Linked DNA regions of Mus musculus: region 1 is linked to region 2. A link is a contact called in public HiChIP or PLAC-seq data. All regions are on one chromosome and are shown on one strand. The core of a region is the stretch at or near the end of the contact, and the rest is flanking DNA. Distances in the headings are between cores, read along the strand shown. Region 1 has its middle 21 kb from the start of Saysd1. Region 2 holds the start of Dnajc9 (DnaJ heat shock protein family (Hsp40) member C9).

Region 1 (4,211 bases), core at 249-2,748, 290 kb before region 2:
GTGTGTGTGTGGTGTGTGTGTGTGTGTGTATGTGTGTGTGTGTGTGTGTGTGTGACATTGAGGCCAGAATAAGATATCAAGTATCCTCCTCTATCTGTCTTTGCCATCTTCCTTGTGAGGCAGAGTCTCTTCCTGAACCTGGAGCTTGTGCTTTTCTCTTGGCTTTCTTATAGCAGCCTCAGTGATCCCCCTCGTGCCTCTGTAGTGATCCCCCTCGTGCCTCTGTCCTCCGTTCCCCAGGGCTGAAATTCCAGGTATGTGCAGGACCATGCCAGGCACACTACATGAGTGTCAAGATCTGAACTCTAGTTCTTGCAGCAAGTTCTCTTATCTTCAGAGCCATCTCTCCAGCCCAAATCATCACTCCTTAAAGGTTCGGCCACCTCCCATAGGGACCAAGTCTTACCATACAATGGCTTTGAGGGACATTGAAGACACAAACACTCTCTTAGGCTAAGAGTTTTAATTCTGTCCCTGGAAAGCCATGTTTTGGCTTCTGTCTGTTGACTGTCCATTCATCCTCGAAGCCAGTAGGCTGGCGTCTAACCTGTTTGTGAAACAGCTCTGGCATGGGGGAACCATTCCTTTGCTATGTGTGAGCAATGACATTTACAGCTGGAAGAATGAAAGGGAAATGTTCTTCTTGCTGACCCCTCTTTCTCTAGTGAATAATGTGGTCATGGAAGTCCTTCAGAGGTGTACTCCAGCAGCCAAAGCCCTTGTGTAACTCCTGCAGGAGACACTGTAAATGTCAGACACCCAACAGTTCCATGGAGAGTACACAAAGCCAGCTGCTTAAAGACTGTAAAATTCATTCAAGGGTTTTGTCCTGCACCCAGGGCTGGCTTGGTGAATATGCCACCTACGAAGTCCCATGAGACCCATGATCAGAAAGTTTCTGCCCTTGGTATATTATTAGCACTGTATATTTCAAACTGGCACCGCACAATACAAGTAACAGCTCGTCTTTGGTCACCATTATGATTCTTTACATAGAAGGGCTTTAAATAGTGAAAATACCATGTCAGCTTAAGAAAGGGAAAAGCTTTCAGGTTTTGTTCCCGTGATGGTATTTGCTCTTGCTTTCTGACCAAGGAGCCATGCACTTCCATCTGCACTACATGAAATCAGGGCCATCTCTTGATGGGTCTCCCCATCCCTCTGTGTGTCTCTTTCTTTTTCTCTTTCTCTTTTGCCCCCTCTTCCTCCTCTTCCCGACTCCTCCTTCTCCTCTTCTTATCCTCCTTTTTCTTCCACATGGTCTCATGTAGCCAAGACTGGCCTCACACTTCCTATGTAGCCATAGAGGATCCTGAACTCCTGATCCTCCCATTTGCTCTTCCCAGGTGCTAGAATGACAGGCATTTGCCACCACACCCGTCTTAATGCATTACTGGGGCTTGAACCTGGGGCTTTGTGCACACTTAGCAAGTGCTATACCGGCTAAGCCCAACCCATCTGTCTCCTGGCTCCTTTGCTCTAATCTCTATTTACTTCCCCTCCTACTTTCAGAATTCCTGGAGAGGTTGGGAGACATATCTATTTCCTCCTCCTCCATCACACCCTAGGACAGTCGCCAGCAAGGTTCAGCTATATTCCAGCCCCCTTCTAGCAGGCTCTCTGCTTGTCTGGCATCCAAATAAGTTGGGAAATTTCCAAAATGCTCTAGGAGAAGTGTGTTTAGTCACCCAGACGTTTGCGAAGCCCTGACTTATTGTTCCCTTTCTGAAGGCTCACACAATACAACAGCACACACAGAGATGGCTCTGGGAGGGCCTGCAACAAAGACAGCAGGAAAATGCTCAGACGCACTCTGAGTAACCTGGATTCTCCCAAACTCACTATTTCCCCATCCGATTTCAATCATTTTCTGAGCAGAGCATCTCTGAAGGGCTTCAGGCTCCACAGTGCCATGCCTTGCTCACTGATCAGGCTTGGCTTCCACAGCCTGTGGCTTTGAATCAAGCCCTAACAGGGGCCTAGAAAAGTCTTTTAATCTTCAATTTTATCACAAGTCATATGAGATTAATATCCCTATTTTGTTAGGAGAGTAATGTACATGAGAAGTGTACGTAGTAAGCACATGATAAAGGCAAAGCTGTGTCTAGATTGTTGCTGTTGTTTTAATTTTTAATATTACTATATTCTAGTCAATATGTTCTTGTTTAAAACTGAGTCTTCTTTTGTAACCCAGAATGGCCTCGAGTTCACTATATAGCCTAAGATGGCCTCAAACTCACAACTCTTACAGCTTCTTCCTCTAGAGTGTTGGGGTTGCAGGAGTGTGTTACTATACCAGGTTAGCATGGTTATTATTAACACTCCAAAGAAGGGCTTCCCTTTTACAAGCCCTTGTTGCCCCTGTAGTCACATGCTGCCCGTCTCCATGTCTCCTGAACCATCACTCTCTTCATGTTTTCTTAACTCTCAACTTGGGGCTTGCTATCAAATCAACAGCCCAGCCATTCAAGCCTCAGGTCTGTCTACAGCTCTAGACAGTGCTTTCCTTTCTCGGATCACTCCCCTGGATCAGAAGTGATATAAAAGGTTCAAGGTCTATGCTGGTTAATGTGTCTGTTTACATAGGTTGTAAGGTTAATCTAGGTGTTTGGTTAATCTACATGCTACCATGAAGCATACACACATGCATGCACACATATGATATATATACATATATATATATGTATATATATATGTATATATATATCAGTCGGTAAAGTGCTTTCCAAGATAAGCATAATCCCCAGCTGAGTTTGAGTTCAATCCCCAGGACTCATGTGAAAAGAGCCAGGAATAGTGGTACACACTTATAATCCTAGTGGATCTCTCAGTATACAGTCAGTCTAGCCTTGAACTCCAGATCCTCCCGACTCAGTCTCATAACTGAATGCTGAGACTACACCATAAGCACTGCCATACCCAACTTAAATCCAAACATTTCAGAACCTGAAGATTGTTCTCGTGAGACATTCTCGAAGAACTATTGTGAGGCCAACTTCAACCCTGAGTAACCCTAAGAACATAGGATGACAGAGCCCCCCAAGCAATGTTAGCCATGGAGACATCATTAGTCCATTGTTAGGACAGGAGTGCCTGGAGAGTACTTAGCTCTTCTGAAAGAGACTGGAAGCATAATGTTGCCTGAGCTCAGAAATTTCACAGAAGACAGCAAAATTAACCGCAGAGATGCAGTCACACCACACAGAGATAAAATGAAGATTCTCAAACTGGCCGGGCAATGGTGGTGCACGCCTTTTATCCCACCAGCAGAGGCAGGTGGATTTCTGAGTTCGAGGCCAGCCTGATCTACAGAGTGAGTTCCAGGACAGCCAGGGCTACACAGAGAAACCCTGTCTCAAAAAAAACAAAAACCAAAAAAAAAAAAAAAAAAAAAAAGAATCCTCAAACTGACACATTGTGATAATACTATCTACTCTGAGCAGGGAGAAAAGCGCGTCTGGAATTTTGTGAGTTTTCTTTTTCCATGCTTGCTTGCCTGGGTGGTTTTATAGCACTGAACTTCATCCCTTGTCTGGGTTTTCACAAGGAGCTCTGGCTGGGTGTGTGGAGGGTGTGTTCCCTCCTCGGATGTAGTGCATTGACTAATTTCTTCCCCATAAGAAAACTAGAGGAGAGTGCAAAATATCAAGGGACTAACAGGTTGTGCAGAAATTTAAAACGATCGTTCAGAACTAAAAAGAAAGAATCAAAAGGCTAGGGAGATAACCCAGCCTGTAAAGTGCTTGCTGTAGACGGATGAGGACCCAAGTTTGACCCTCAGAGTCTACATTAAAGAGGAAGGAGAAGAGGAAGCCAAGGAGGAGGAAGAGGAGGAAGAGGAAGAGAAGGAAGAGGAAGAGAAGGAAGAGGAAGAAGAGGAGGAGAAGTTGGTTGTGGTCATCCTCACGTGTAATCCCTGTTCTGAGAAGACAGAGAACAGAGGTCCCCACCCCACTCCCCCACCCCCCGGGGACTTGCTTGCCAGATATCCTAGTGATATCAGTGAATTCCAGGCTAGTGAGGGCTGTGAACAGAGGCACTGTCTACCAACCTGAGTCCTGCAAATCACCCTTTGACTTCTAAATGCTATGACACATTCTTGCCCAGGCATTAAAATATTACATAATTAAAACAACTTGAAAGGTACCCAAGGACAATACCAAAGATCTATTCCTGCCATCCACATGTAAGCACTCTTACGTGCACACACA
Region 2 (4,388 bases), core at 950-3,449:
TGTCATTTCCCCTCTAACTCCAAGTTTCTCAAACCAAAATCCTGATCTAATACAGCTGTTCTGTTTTACATGCGAAAATGATTAGCAAGCAACAGCTGTGACTCCAAGCCATGAAAAAGGCATAGCAGTCTCTTCTCTGTAAAGCAGGCCCTTAAACTCACCCCAAACACTAAAGTTAGTTTTTCTCTCTGCATGTTCTTGTACTAAAAGCTCCAGGTCTTTGCCCATCCACTTGAGCCACACAAAAGACAACTCAAGTACCCACCAGACACCTAACATCTTAAATTGCCAGCTCTCCAGTCAGCTCCAATCGTGAAAGCCAAGACGAAGCAACCATTGCTTTACCAGCAGTCTGGGGTAACTTTCCCAAAGAGCGTAAGCAGGGTTGTTTGCTTCCTTCAACTCCTCAGCTAACATCCCCACTCTTCCTGGTTAGACAGGGATGAAGGGATGAAGAATCAACCGCAAGTCCCAATCCTCAAGTGTAGGCAATTGTGTTCCTCAGAGTGGGGACAGGAGAGACCACCCAGTGGTTACATGGAAACCGGAGGTGTCAAATCTTTGGGAGCTGGAGTTACAGACGGTTGTGAGCCACAACACCCAACCTTGGTCCTGAAAGTTGAACTTGGGTCTCTGTAAGAGGAGTACATGCCCACTGAGCCATCTCTCCATCCCCTTGTGTGTGTGTGTGTGTGTGTGTGTGTGTGAAATAACTATATGTATTTACAGAATTTTTTTTAATTTTTGTTTTCTCCCCCTCTTCTGGGCAGTTTTGGAGAATTAGGGACCTCCCACGTACTAGACAACCAATGCAGCACGGATCCACACAGCGCAGCCTGACCTCAAAAGTGGCAATCCTCAGTTAGCTTCCTCAGTGCTCAAGTACTGGGAGCACCACCCCGCCATTCTACATGTTTAACAGCACACAATCACTGCCATCTTCTACCTGTTCAATAACCACACAAGGCCCACAGCCTTGTAACCAGGCTCCATACAGCAAAGCTACAAGGACTGCCTCGTGTGAAAAGTTTTTCAGAATCACTTGAGGGTGACTTCAAACAGTCCATAAAGTGGAATCATTTTCAGCACAACATACCAAAGTAATCAGGGCTTTCTTCCTGGTCATCTAGTTAGATCAATGCTGCAGGTCAAGCAGTCATATCGCAGCAGTCTATTTCCGTCGCTGTGAATACAGCGAGACCCTTTTTTGAAGCAGCTGAGATGTGCTAGGAACAACACTACTTACCCTCCTTTTCCTTGCATTCATCTTTTGTTTAGACTCTTTGACGAAGGCGCTGTAGGCTGGAATCTCTTTGGATTCAATAGCTTTTTGAATGATGTTTCTTATCCTGGGTTCATCTGTGTACTGTACACAAAGTACAGACTCCATGATCTGGTCCATGTCGCCCTTGAAGTCCAGATAGGCCTGCTTAATATCGTTTAGCTCTTCTTCGGAGCCTTTGTATGTCTTTTCAAAAGCTTGGATATCCTCTAGCGATATCTAATAACAAAGAAGATTGCTTTAACTTCGCGAATTGTTCTTGTGGACTGAATGATGAGAATTAGTCAAAGCCACTAAAGCTCTTTACCTTTTTAAAGAGTAATCTCCAATATGCATCCCAGTCCCGGTCTTGGTTGAGGCCAGCAGAGTCTTCGTCCACTGTCCCCTGTTCATCGTACACTGCTTTCTGTTCCTTGTCACTCAGAACCGCGTAGACTCTTCCCAAGATCTGTAAGCAGAGTATCCAAAAGTCATCCTGAACCTCCCACCGAAACAGGGCAGCTAGAAAAGCTGAAAAATGCCAGGCCGAGGATCAGCAGTGCGCTGTCCTAGGAGCAGGGGCCCCGCGAGAGCACAAGTCCGGGCAGCAGTCCGAACGCGGGCCCACAAACCTGGAAGCGGCGGGTGGCGTCCTCTTTCTGGTCCTCCTCTACTCGGTCGGGGTGCACTTGCAGGGACACTTTGTGGTAGCCGCGTCGGACCTCGCCGTCCGAAGCCTCGCGCCGCACGCCCAGCACTTGGTAGAGGTCGGCGGTGCCAAACACCTGCTCGCACAGCTCCAGCAGCCCCATGCCAGGGAAGAGGCTGCTCCGCGAACCCGGGGAAGCTGTAGCCACAGCCGCTCTGCTGGACAGCGGACCGCCGGCCGCCTTTTCCCGCCCAAATAACTCTGGGCGCCTGCGTCACAGGAGAAGCGCCGGGGGCGGGGCCAGCCGCACTTTACGGCAGCCGCAAAGCAGCCTCGCTCTCGCCCGCGAAGTAAAATGAGACGGCGGTGGCGTCTTCTGGAGAGGAGGCACGCCCCACCCGGTGCCAGCCACTACTGCGCTTCCTCCCAGTTCCCTGCACAGCTCAATGATACATGAGAGTACGGTACAAGACACAACGAAAGTTTTCCGAATAGAGAGCGGATGCTCGGGCTGGAGAGGATGCTCAGCGGGTTGGAGGGCATGCCGCCATACCTGACGACCTCTGGGACCCATACAGTGGCAGGAGAGAACATACTCTGTCAAGTTGTCTTTTGGCCTACACACACACAAACACACACAATCATACACAATCATACAAAATAAGGAAAACTGGGAAACTTGACATGTTCAACCCAAAGGTTAATGTGTTTTTTAAGGTGATACTCAGAGTACAACTATAGGCTTAGATGACTTCATCTGGGATGAATCCCTCAGTCCATGCAGGAATAGCCTGTATCAATCAAAATACACAAAGCACAACTTTTAAGAATGCCTTTTATCTCAAAGGATGTGTATCTTTGGCAGCACAGAATCAGCGCCACTCACCTGCTGCAGTCACCTCACACAGCAATGGAAACTAATTGCACTGACCCACCCATCCTATCATTTTAAATAGTTCAGTGCTTCTTCGGCTTTTCCCCTCCTCGGATCTAAAAATCAAGGCCAACTAAACTTAGTTCCTCTCTTACCTACTTTCAAAGTTCCTTCATGCCCAGTGAAGGAAAACCAGCAGCCACACTGGATGGAGAGCAACCTCTGAATGTACATAAGTAACTATTCTCAGAATCCAGATAAAACAGGCCAGAGCACTACATTCCTAAAGAATGTAGCCTTACTCTAGAACTTAAAACCTACATTAACCAGCACGTAAAAGCAAACCTGTGATTCGTGTTTATAGCTGTAGAATCCCATGGTTCTGGGGCACTGTGAGGCAGACGGTGTGTTTGATTTCATACAGCCTGTCATTTACATACTGAACTCACAATACCTAAACACGACTCTATCATAGACTGTTCTGTGTATGCGTGCACATTCATGTGTTGGTTAGAGTGGGCATGTGCATGCTTTAACACATGGAGGTCAGATACCACCTTAGGTGTCAGTCTTCACTTCCTACCTCATTTGACACAAGATGTCTGTGTTGTTTCTCCACTGTGCATGCCAGCTTGCCCGTGTCTGAGGATTCCTTTGTCTCTCCACCGTCCCATGTCCCTGTAGGATGCTGCTATTGCAGACTCTTTGCTTCCTGTCTAACTAGTACATGGGGTCTAAGGATGTGAACTCAGTACCTCAGAGCTAAGGTAAAAATAAAGCGCTTTACGTCCTGAGCCATGTTCTAGGCTTCCCACTGGCATTTAAAGTGAGCTTTGGAATGGCTGTCTTATCATTTGTTTTTCCTTTCATATAGGCAACATTATATGTAGGAAAATACTTTGTAGGTAGACATACGGAGTTTGAATCCCAAGTTGTTCTCAAGTTATGTTTCCTACTCCTGAGCATAGCCTCCCTCATCTGTAACCGTGGATCTGACTGACCCACAGCTGTGATACAGAACACACAGCGACAGACTCTCAGCCTTTGGATGCACTTCCTTCTGATTACTCTTTAAAGGGTAGCGGAGGACGCCTTCATTCCCGCCACGCAGCAGACAGAGGCAGGTGGCCAGCCTGGCACACAAAGTCAGTTCTGTTCCGGAGAAACCAATCTCAGAAAAGAAAAACAAACAAAAGAAAACAATAAAAAAAAAAAAAAAGGTAAGGCTATTAAAGCCCCAACTTTTCCATCAGAGTCTTTGTATACATGAGCTCATGTGTCAAGGAAACAGACAATACACAAGGCGATTGTCTTCTTCACCTTTGGGATGATCCAAGTGGTTAAGGAAGCATTTGGGCCATGCATAGAAGCCCTCCCTGTAATCCTAGCACTCAGAGGACACTACAAGTTCAAGGTCAGGCTGGTGTATAGATTACATAAAACAAGCTCCACACCAGCCAGGGTTGCAGAGAAAAACCCTGTCTTAAAGAAAACATTTGAATGAGCCAAGAACACTCGGCTGAGGACTCTGAAGCAGGAACGTACTGGATACCAGCAAACTGTAAAGCTGCCCGTGTGACCAGGGCCTAACCCAAAGCCCAAAC

Evidence for each region. HiChIP or PLAC-seq counts read pairs in DNA pulled down with a chosen protein or histone mark.
Region 1: a contact with region 2 is called in an H3K27ac HiChIP or PLAC-seq map of extraembryonic endoderm stem cells, with 2.2 times the contacts expected there. The contact joins the enhancer-like site here to the promoter of Dnajc9 in region 2. A contact is called at or near these places in 3 of 39 promoter capture datasets (the 3T3-L1 cell line, pre-B cells and stem cell-derived epiblast-like cells), 1 of 484 Hi-C or Micro-C datasets (embryonic stem cells), 5 of 115 datasets of contacts at active chromatin or transcription factors (embryonic stem cells, extraembryonic endoderm stem cells, pro-B cells and 1 more) and 1 of 9 other capture datasets (embryonic stem cells).

What each region holds. Positions count from the first base shown.
Region 1 is chr14:20,101,818-20,106,028 of GRCm38.p6, forward strand. No RefSeq gene overlaps it. Among named protein-coding and RNA genes, the nearest start is that of Saysd1, 21 kb to the left of the region's middle. Within about 2 kb of position 1,499, at least 12 of the 459 cell types and tissues checked have an H3K27ac peak or open chromatin away from gene starts, as enhancers often do. A contact at or near this core is called in extraembryonic endoderm stem cells, where this site is marked.
Region 2 is chr14:20,386,711-20,391,098 of GRCm38.p6, forward strand. Dnajc9 (DnaJ heat shock protein family (Hsp40) member C9) reads right to left here and starts at 2,200. Exons shown (of 5, transcript NM_134081.5): 1 at 1,894-2,200; 2 at 1,590-1,730; 3 at 1,247-1,501. The coding sequence starts at 2,073.